Regions from separate parts of the Mus musculus genome. Here region 1 is linked to region 2. The links are chromatin contacts, called in public HiChIP or PLAC-seq maps. All regions are on one chromosome and are shown on one strand. The core of a region is the stretch at or near the end of the contact, and the rest is flanking DNA. Distances in the headings are between cores, read along the strand shown. Region 1 overlaps Me3 (malic enzyme 3, NADP(+)-dependent, mitochondrial). Region 2 has its middle 24 kb from the start of Prss23.

Region 1 (4,971 bases), core at 832-3,331, 300 kb before region 2:
CCGTTGTCGGGTGGGGCGGGGTGGGTCAGTTCTTGGACTCTGTGCCTGGAATTTTAAAATTGGAGAGGAGGAAAATTGCTGAGATTTTTGGAGGTAACCACCCCAAGAAGTCTGAGAGTCTAGGGTTGTGGGAGAGCCTGGCTTGTGCCCACAAGTGATGCGAACTGGTTGTTCCCATTCGTGATGAAAGATAAACAAACTTTCTTATTCAGTGGGAATGTTCCATAATTACACTTCCTGCAAACAGAGGACTTGAGGCCGTACGTTTAGGAAATGGCACAAAAGGACAGGCTGAAAATATTCCTTTTAACAATCACATCTGACCAAGTTGATCTGCTAAACAGCTTTCAGGAGGAATTGGTGACAGCGACAGTAGCTGGTAGCTAGAGGGACAGGAAGAGGTGGCTGATCAAGGTCTGGCTGAGGTGCCTGTGGAGCTCTGGGTCTCTGAGGACTAAGTGGCTTCTATGAAGCCAAGCAGGCCTTTGTCATGTTTCACGGCATCCCTTTCCCACAGCAGCCGCCCACTGCCTCCATGGATTCATTTGCACGCATTGGGGGCTGAAGTGAGGCCATCAAAGGCACTGAATGCAGAAAGGGCCACAATATAGGCTCGTTCTCTAGGAGCTACCAGCGTCACTTCAGAAGAGTCAGATTTCTCTTTCCTGACACCCTGCAAGGTTTTTGAGACCACTTCAGCAGTGCCCTGTGTCATAAGGGAACTTTTCTAGAGTCCCAGCGTGCTCTAGAGCACACCATATGAAACCATGAGTTGTAACCCCACGTGGAGTCATGAAGTGGAGGTTCAGAAAAACATAGCAACCATCAAAAGCTTCTGAGTGTGCAATAATCAAAAATTAATACAAGCCAGCAGAGACACTGCAGTTTGGGGCAGATAGCAGTCTCAAGCTGAGCCCGGGCAGCTCAGGCAGCCTGGGTTGGTGTTGCATGTTAGAATGGCACATACAGTGCAAAGTTAGCATGTTTTATGTTCAGAACCAAGGCTGCAGGGAAACCCCACAATGCAAGACAGGCCGGCACTGCCAGATCACCTCAGAAAAGTGTGGGAAAGCATGGCGCCCATGGCTCCCTCCTCATCAGACTTCAGTAGCATTGCAGTCACACACTCCCCTCATTTTCGACAATGCTCTATCTTGGGTTTCAATTCCCCTCCCTCCTCTCCATCCTTGTGCACTCAAAATATTAGCATTGGGACCATGAACTAGAACCTCAGCGTGGCTGTTCCTGTACACCTCACTCCACCCCACCCCACCACACCCCCAGTTAGTGCAACATGGGTAATTTCAACTCACAGCAGTAAGTGCTGGCCTGAGAGGAGCATACAGGCTGCTCTGATACTTGCTAATCATTAGTCATGGCTGCTAAATCGCTTCAGAGGAGGGGTAAAGGATGCTCTGAGAACATATACCACTTGGCTACAATCACAGAGCAGAAAAGTGACGATTCAGAGACAGACCCATCTCTATCTGATGTCTGTTAAATATTCTGGCCCATTCACTGACACTTGAAAGTACGGAGTACCAGGCATGCAGTTCTGTGATTCCAAGCAGCAGAAAGGCAGTGAAGGCAGAAAGATCACCTCAAGTTCAAGGTTAGCCTGAACTACACAGTGACACCCTATCTGGAGAACAAACAAACAAAAAAACTGACCAAACAAAAATGTGAAGAGGTGACATAGGATATAAGCATCCTCTCAGGTGACCAGTCCTTGAAGATTTAGAAGGACTAAGAGGGTGAGGCTGGTCCTGTGCAGTGTGTTCTGGAGTTGATGAGTTAGTTTCACTATGTGGTTAGTTTGCAGTAGAGGACAGGGCCCAAGGTCACTCGATCAGCAGTATTCTGTACCTGACTTCTTTCGTGCAAGCTATCCTTCCCAAGGTCAAAATTAATCTGTCTGCAGCATGACCACTTCACTGCCCGTCCCCATTTCCTGTCTCTCTCTTCTCCCCTAAGAGCAGGGATGTTCCCAGCTGAAACAACAAAAGTCACCTGAGCCTCTGCCTATTCCAAAATTCCTGAAGAGGTTGCCAGCGATGAGTCAGAGCATTGGTAGCCCTGTTCACCAAGAACCAGCCAGCCTAGCCTGGGCTGGGGATTCCTGTGAGCCAGAGTTGGGGTGAGGACAGAGGAGGCCAACAGAAGGAAGTCTTTTTGTGCTGTGGCTCCAGACTTCAACCCCATGGGCCCCATGGGGTCTGTGACTCAGACAATACAAACGAGGTGCTTGACACCCATGCACAGTAGAGCCCATTAGAAGCTCAGCCTGGGGGTGGGGGGCTCCTGAGAACCATTGTTCCATCCTTTCCTGTTCCACTGATGTAAGAGGCAGGGCTCATGCTGAAAGCAGGCAGAATGGTGATAGCTTTATTTCCACGGGGGCCACTTTGTTCCAGTCCTTTCAGTATGTGGGTCACAGGCAAGTTCTGAGATTATTCCCATGTTTTCCTGGGATGGACTATACCTGTCTAAGCTTGTGGCTGTGTGGACAGAGGCAGAGAAGGATACTGAGACCCACTATAGACCTCAAATCCTCAACTAACCTCACTAGAAGCTCAGTCCAGGACAGGGATAGAGTGAATAGACACCGTTCATCACTTAGGGAATTTCTGCCGCTGAGGCTCTGTCTGCATCAGTGAAGGCAGTGTATCTTCCCTTGAAGAAAGACGTGGGTGTGTTCCATGCCAACCTCCTCACATTTTGATTAGTTATAAGGGTGCATGTACATACTGGGCTGTGATCACCCAAGGCTGCGATGATCTGATGGAGATCCTGTCATTTCTTGTTCTGTCTACCAGCTCTTCTCAGGAGTTCTAAATTCATGACTTCAGTCTTAATTTCTGAGAAAAAAATCAGGAAATTTCTATCTCATCTGTGTGTGTGTGAGTGTGTGTGTGTGTGTGTGTGTATCAGAATAATGAATTTAAACAAATGAATTGATTTAATTAAAAATTGTTCATTCATATGCAATTATGTATGAGCAGATATGTGGTGAAGTTGCATGATGGTCAGAAAAGAGAGGCTGCAAAGCAGGGGCCAGCATGGCCTTTCTCCAGGGAGAGGTGGGATGATGACTGTGTCGTTTGTACGTGCAGATATCACGTACCACTCTTACTACAATGTGCCAATCATTGTGTTGAGAACTGGGGATCAAAAATAAGTAAGCCATGGTTCCTGACTGCAAAAGCTGATGTTTAGGGAGAGGCAGAGAATACAACAGAAGCATCTAAAGTTCACCGGTTTGGATATGATGCACTTTTATAAAGCTCACGTGTTGAAACATCGTTGGCCCTTGGTAGATCCAGTCATTGAGAGGTGATTGGATCATGAGAGTTTTGATTCATCAGTGAGTTCATTGATGGACTCAGAATCTGAGGATGATGCTAGAAATGATGAAAATTAGGAAGCGGGGGCCGGTTGGAGAAAATGGTTGCCAGGGGCATGCGTTTCAAGAATGTATCTGGTCCTGAGACCATTTTGCTCTTTTCTCATTACTTTCTGTTGCCATTGAGCAGCTCTGCCCCAACTCCTGCTATGATGCTCAGACTCACCAGAGGATCATGGACAGAAACCTCTCAAACAGCAAGCACAAGAAATCTTGCCTTCCTTAAGCCGTGTTCTCAGTTATTTGTTACAGTCATGTAGAACCAATCGCTGAGAGGTGAACGTGATAACCACCACACCACTCAGAATGGACCAGTGTAAGAACAGATGGCGAAGAGCACCTGCATAGGTACCCAAACCAGACCATTCCCGGGCAGGCCACCCATTGAGCTGAGCCTTGAAGGACAAAGGAATTCCTCGGGACCAAGGTGATGGGAAATAGCTGGACATGGTGGCACTCAGCTGTACCTCCAGCACTTGGGAAGTAGAGGCAAGAGGAATAGACATTTGAGAGCAGGCTTGGCTACAAGAGACTGTTTAAAAACAAAAAACAAAACAAACAAACAAAAAAACAACCAACCAAACTGAAGGGATGAGTAGAAGACAGGAAAGCGGTCCTTGCTCTCCAGTTCGTGTGTTTCAGCAAATGAGTGCAAAGTTTCTCACAAAGGGATGGCTTGCACAGTGAGTCATGTTTCCATCTTGGAGGAACACTGTGGCATGAGTCTGTGGGAGAGAGAGGTAGACGGGCAGCAGGGGCCTGCCGTTGTTCCTGTGTGTGTTTATGAGGATGTACACACATGAGTCTGTCTGTCTGCCTGTACATCTGGAGTCTGCACCTGGTGTGCTGCCTGAATGGACTTGTTTTCCACTTGGCAGCCCAGGGGACGCAGAGGATAGCTGTCCCGTTGCTGACTCACGTGTGAGTGGCATGACGACTAGTCAGCAGGTGCTTCCTCCGAGGCCACAGGCACATGCTGCCTGTGAGGTGACTGGCAGGCTGGAAGAATGCCCTTCAGCCTCCAGCTGGTCTTCTTGGACTGTTCTGCTGCAGCTTCAGGGGACTTGACTTGTTGGGATGAGGTTGGCATCGCTCACCAATGCCTGTTGCAGGTGCAGGCCTCAGGGGGGCTGGAGAGACAGTGCGAGAAGCTGAGCTTTCTCTTCAGGGTCTCCACTTCTCTGGGCATCTACTTTCCAGGTCCTGAAATCCTATGCTTGAACTCAATTCTCTAATAGTATGCTATAACTGTGTTATGCCACCCCTTGAAAGCTCACAACAAAGTCTCCCAAAATCATTCATCATATTTCTGCTACCCTATAATGTGGACCACAGAGAAAAGAGGCATTTGGCTCTGTGATTTTAGACATAGAGCAGTATGGTAAGCGGTTATGAATGTGGGATTTAGAGTCCAGATGCCCGGGACAAACGTTCGATTGGACACTTACTGGTTCAGTAAGTTACTTATTCTCTTTGTGCCTCAGTTTCTTTATTTATAAGGCACAGATACTAATATCTCACAGGATTAAATTATGTACAGTTCTCTGGACAGTGCCTAGTATGTCACA
Region 2 (4,984 bases), core at 1,676-4,175:
AAATGTTGGGATTATGGGTGTGTGCCATTACTGCAGGCTTAGCTATTTCCCCATCTGACTCAGCTCCATTCCATTCTAGAAGAAGCCCCAGTACTCTCATCACATGGAATAGCATCTACTTCTCTAAAAGCATGGAACTTTAGAAGCATAGAACTGGGCATATGTTAGATGATTCCAAGTGCTAAAAAGACACAAACTCAAATAGCATAGTTTTCTATATTCCCTAAGTTATTCACTCTTTAATTTTTCAAAACTTTTTCTGATTCTTTAGAGTCAGGAACAAAACCTCTCAATTTGGTGATAATACATTTGTAGCTCCCTACTGCTCCTAAGGCTGTAATAGTAAAAGATAATAGACCACAGGCTCAGAACTTTAGGCAGATAATAGTTTCTTCAGCTATAAGTTTATTTTATTCCCATTTCTACCTGAATTATGTTTTGTAAATTTGCCAATATCTCTTTATTTGTAAAACAGAAGTGACAAGTCTTGTTTCATGGATTTGCATGGATTTGTTCTATATGTCATTATCAAGAGGTTTCTATGAACCTGGTAGCCCAGTGGACTGCATTGATGAACCAGGTTGATGTGAACTTTGCCCTTATGAATCTAGGAAGAGAAAGGGAGAAGGAGAGGATTCTTTGGGTATTGTGGCGTGCACAGAGGACATCGCATCTTAGGGAATGCTCAGGAAGGGTACCCAACTTGCACTTGACAGAATTAAACAAAGAAGGCTTTCAGGGCTGGATTGGGAATGCCAAGGTATCCCTCACCTATAGGAACAGTCATTCAACTAGCAGATGACTATCAGGCCGTTGTTAGGCTCCAGACACTAGCCTGTAAACTAATAGATTGTCTATGTATGTATGTATGTATGTATGTATGTATGTATGTATCTATCTATCTATCTATCTATCTACCTACTCACCTACCTATTACTTAGCTATGCACTGCATTGATTCTGTTCCTCCAGAGAATGCTGCCTAATTCATAGGGAATTATTCACTTAGCTGTTTTGTTTGTTTGCTTGTTTGTTTGAATGTTTGCCTTAAAGATACCTACCCAAAAACATTGGCATTTAAAGTATAAAGAGAAAGAGGAAGTGAAAGACAAGGAGAGAGAGACAGAGAGAGACAGAGACAGAGACAGAGAGAGAGAGAGAGAGAGTAATGGTGGCTACATCATAGTGGCTTATAATGGAGCAATTTAGGGGTGGAAGTACACTCAAACCCTGAGAGTGAATTTTAGGAAAGATTGAGGCTTATACTAAGGCAAGGAGTAACTGATTGGTTGATTACTTTCTATATGCTGGCATTATGCTATGGGTTCCACATGAATTATCTCATTTAGTCCTCTAGGGACCCATGGGTATACCTACTGAGATTATTCATGTTTCACTAGTGGGGAAACTCAATGATATGACATGCAAAGGTAATTATGGGTGGCTAAAGTCAAAGCAGACAGTATAGATCAACAGGCAGGAGAACTTCAGCACAGTATCATATACAAAACAACGACAGCACAGAATGCTTTTAGCATCCTGCTACTCCTAGTATATTTTTAAAAAATCATAGCTTTGCCAAGAAAACTCATGGCAAACTTTCTTTTTGTTGCCTATTTGAACAGTGAATGAACATTTATTCAGAGAGTGGAGAAAATATAAGAAACATTTGAGGTGGAGGTGGTCACTAAATCAATCCCAATAATAAAATTGTTTTATTTCTGTCTTGAGGCACAGCACACGGGATGCTAGGCACCATCACCTACAGCAGTTCAGTCAGAATTTGCAGAAGGCCAACTTTCCCTGGGACAGCAGAGTTGGTCCCTAACAGCAGAGTCTGAGTTTGAAATTGTTTCTACGGGGAAACTAAAAACATACCCACTTTGCAATATTTTTTTAATGTTTTAAAACTGCCTTTTTGCTTTCCAAATCTTAACACCCAGAAACTAAAGAACAATGTAAAAACTATTAAATCTTTTCTTTAGGCATTTGCCTGGAAAAAAAAAAATCTGTATATGATTAGCCATCACATACTTCACTGCCCTTCCCCCAGGGTCCTTTACATGGTAATTAAAGCCTGAATATGTTCAATTAAAAGCCACCTTCAACAGGAGTAACTATAATCACAGGGATGCCCAATCCACATATGAAGGTCAGAGGAAAAGCTTGGGTATCAGTCCTTAAATTCCACCTTATTGGGGTCTCTTGTTATTCACTGTTAGCCGGGTTTTCTGACCCATGAGCGTATAGGTCTTCTCTTGTCTCTGCCTCACATCTTGCCATGAAAACGCTGGGATTATGGATGTCCACTGCTGTGTCCAGGTTAGTGTAGGATCTGAGGATCTGAGTGTGAGCCCTCATGCCTGCAGGGCAAGTGTTTTACCTGCTTTGCCTTCTCCACACCCCTATCATGGCTCTTCATCCCCAACCTGTCACTGGGGAAAGTCATGTAACAGCTGTGACTAGTTTGGCTACAAAAATCCCCCTTATCTACTCTCTGAAGGGCCCCTGGTGCTGCCCAGAAATCCTTACTAATCCTGCTTGCCTTCCATCACATTTGCCAGGGCACCTTTCCCAAGTTTCTCCTTTTCTATCATGGTCGGGATCTTGCTCCTTGGAGGACTCAGTTTATTGACTTACTTCATCTCCTACGAAAAACCCTCCGGATCCTTCTTAGCCTGTATATGCTCCTTCTCCAGAATTTGTGGGGGTGCTTCTCCCATCCACCTCCACACCCAAAATATGCGATTAGAGTGTGAGCTCAGATCTCTGATATTCAAAACCACCTCAGTGTTCTTTCCACCACACCTCAGTTTGTTCCCATCAATGAGGACAAATGAGTTGGGCAGCACTGATTTGGTGTGATCCCATCCCTCTTCCCTAACATCACAGCTATGCTGTATTTTAAGCATCTCTGACTCAGACCTCAGCTATTTCTCAGTCTTGATTGTGTGGGCCACACCTCTCAGGGCTGCGTCAGCTGCATATTACATTTGTGTCATGCTGACTTCTTTTTCAGATTACACACCCAGATAGGGAAAAGAAGCAGATCTGAGATCAGCCCCCCACCACAGATGAGCCAATTCAACACCCATCCCCCATACATGTTTAGGTAACCTAGTCAATTTCTAATCAATCTTTATAAATCTATGATGAAATACAGTTTTTAAAAAACATTACCATTTTGAACATGCAGCTCAGCAATAATGCTAAATATACTCATGTTGTGCAACCATCAACCCTATCCAGTTCCACAACACTATTATACCCATGTCTTCCTCCAAGCCCCTTTTGACCCTCACTGTACTTCCCAGCCATGTGCATTTGAACCCTCTAAGCACTGCATATTGGGAAGTAGGTATGCAGTATGTATCCTTTCATGCCTAGCTCATTTGACTTGGCTTTCTTGATGGTTCATCCATGCTGTGAAACTTTTCAGAGTTTGATTCATTTTTAAGGCTAAGTGAAAAGCCTCATATATGTAGACCACTCATTGGTCCATAGACACGTGGGTTGCCTCTGCCTTTTGGATTTTGTAATAATGCTGTGAAGTTGAGTTTAAAAATATCTATTCAAGTCCCTGCTTGGTTCCTTTAGGCATGCTTAGAAGTGAAACTGCTTCACCCCATGGCAAGTGCATGTTTAATTTGGGGGTGGGGACTGCCACACTGTTCTCTATCTTGACAGTTGCTGTACTGGTTTACCTTGCCTCCAGCAACCCATAAGCCTTCTCATTTCTTCACATCTTCCCTAGAGGTTATCATTTGTTGTGCTGATCAGAGCTATCCTGGTGGGAGAATCTTACTGTGGCTTTGATTTATCTATATGATGGTAGTGGTGCTGAGTACCTTACCCGTGCTCTCTGGGCATCTGAATACTCCTTTGGAAAGATAATCTACCCATGAAAGCAAGTCCTTTGCCCATTTGTAACCAAGATAGTTGAGATTTTTGTTGTTGTTGTTGTTCAGTCGGGGGTTCTTTTTTGTTTTTGTTTTGTTTGTTTTTCGTTTTGGTCGTATTGTCCGTGTCACTTTAAGTAAGCATTTATTTCCTTTCTTAAATTTCAAAATTATCATGCTAACTATTTTAGGAACTCAAAACCATATTAAACCCTACCACCTGGAAGAACAAAGAATGCCACTTCTAAAATGTTCCTATAAGTAGCTTCAGGGTTCTGTGAGTAAAAAATGAACACAGTAAGGGTGTAAGGGTGCAGCAGTGTTCTCTTGGCTAATCTGGGGTTCCAGTATCTGAAAGGTATTTCTTGGGTTTGATCTTCTTTCCTAAGTAGCATCATTCTGTAGCTGACTCACTACGTTTTCTTCTTCTTTAACATCACCACATCTACTCGCTCACCACCATGCCCATCTTATTCCTGTTCTTGCCAGATGAAACAGGATCTGTATTCCTCCTGGACTATAAATCAGATCCCTAAATCTGTCTTCCAAAACAGTCGTCATTTCTCTTTACACGAGCTAATATAAATAGCTACGTCTAACACCAATGAGAGCTTGTGCCCAGCTCTGTGATTCTGTGGAGTTCTCCAATGCTGAATGCTCCCGAGCCAGCTGTCAGTAAAGATCTACCACAGTATTTTCATTGCCTCATAATCCTGTTCACTATTGGACTCAGGCCTCAAATGGCTACTATGGCAACTGCATTTTATGCTATTAGAGATCATTCCTTGATCTATCATCTATAGAGTCTAACTTCCTGCAACATTTCCTATCTAATCATTAGATAAGAGAGCCACTTTCTCAAAGCCCTCAGCCTTGTGGTATTTCATTGTTATAATTTCTTCATCCTATTTCAAGATGTATCCATGTAGGTTTTCTAGTGTTTTTCCTTTCCACAAAGCTACCACATTGCTGTTAGTGTGGTCTTGCTAATCATCTGAAAAATAAAATATTTAACCAAGCTTCATTTGTAGAGGATGTAGTTCACTCTTTAGCAACAGTACAGTGCATTCATCTGAATAATTGACA

What was found. HiChIP or PLAC-seq counts read pairs in DNA pulled down with a chosen protein or histone mark.
Region 1: an H3K27ac HiChIP or PLAC-seq map of embryonic fibroblasts shows a contact between it and region 2, with 9 times the contacts expected there. The contact joins two enhancer-like sites. A contact is called at or near these places in 1 of 15 datasets of contacts at CTCF or cohesin (large pre-B cells), 5 of 484 Hi-C or Micro-C datasets (the HL-1 cell line, Sertoli cells, embryonic fibroblasts and 1 more) and 4 of 115 datasets of contacts at active chromatin or transcription factors (embryonic fibroblasts, epiblast stem cells, pancreatic cancer cells and 1 more).

The regions. Positions count from the first base shown.
Region 1 is chr7:89,835,136-89,840,106 of GRCm38.p6, reverse strand. All of the region lies in intron 7 of Me3 (malic enzyme 3, NADP(+)-dependent, mitochondrial), which reads right to left. Among named protein-coding and RNA genes, the nearest start is that of Ccdc81, 66 kb to the left of the region's middle. Within about 2 kb of position 2,081, at least 58 of the 459 cell types and tissues checked have an H3K27ac peak or open chromatin away from gene starts, as enhancers often do. A contact at or near this core is called in the HL-1 cell line, embryonic fibroblasts and pancreatic cancer cells, where this site is marked.
Region 2 is chr7:89,539,077-89,544,060 of GRCm38.p6, reverse strand. No RefSeq gene overlaps it. Among named protein-coding and RNA genes, the nearest start is that of Prss23, 24 kb to the right of the region's middle. Within about 2 kb of position 2,925, at least 51 of the 459 cell types and tissues checked have an H3K27ac peak or open chromatin away from gene starts, as enhancers often do. A contact at or near this core is called in the HL-1 cell line, embryonic fibroblasts and pancreatic cancer cells, where this site is marked.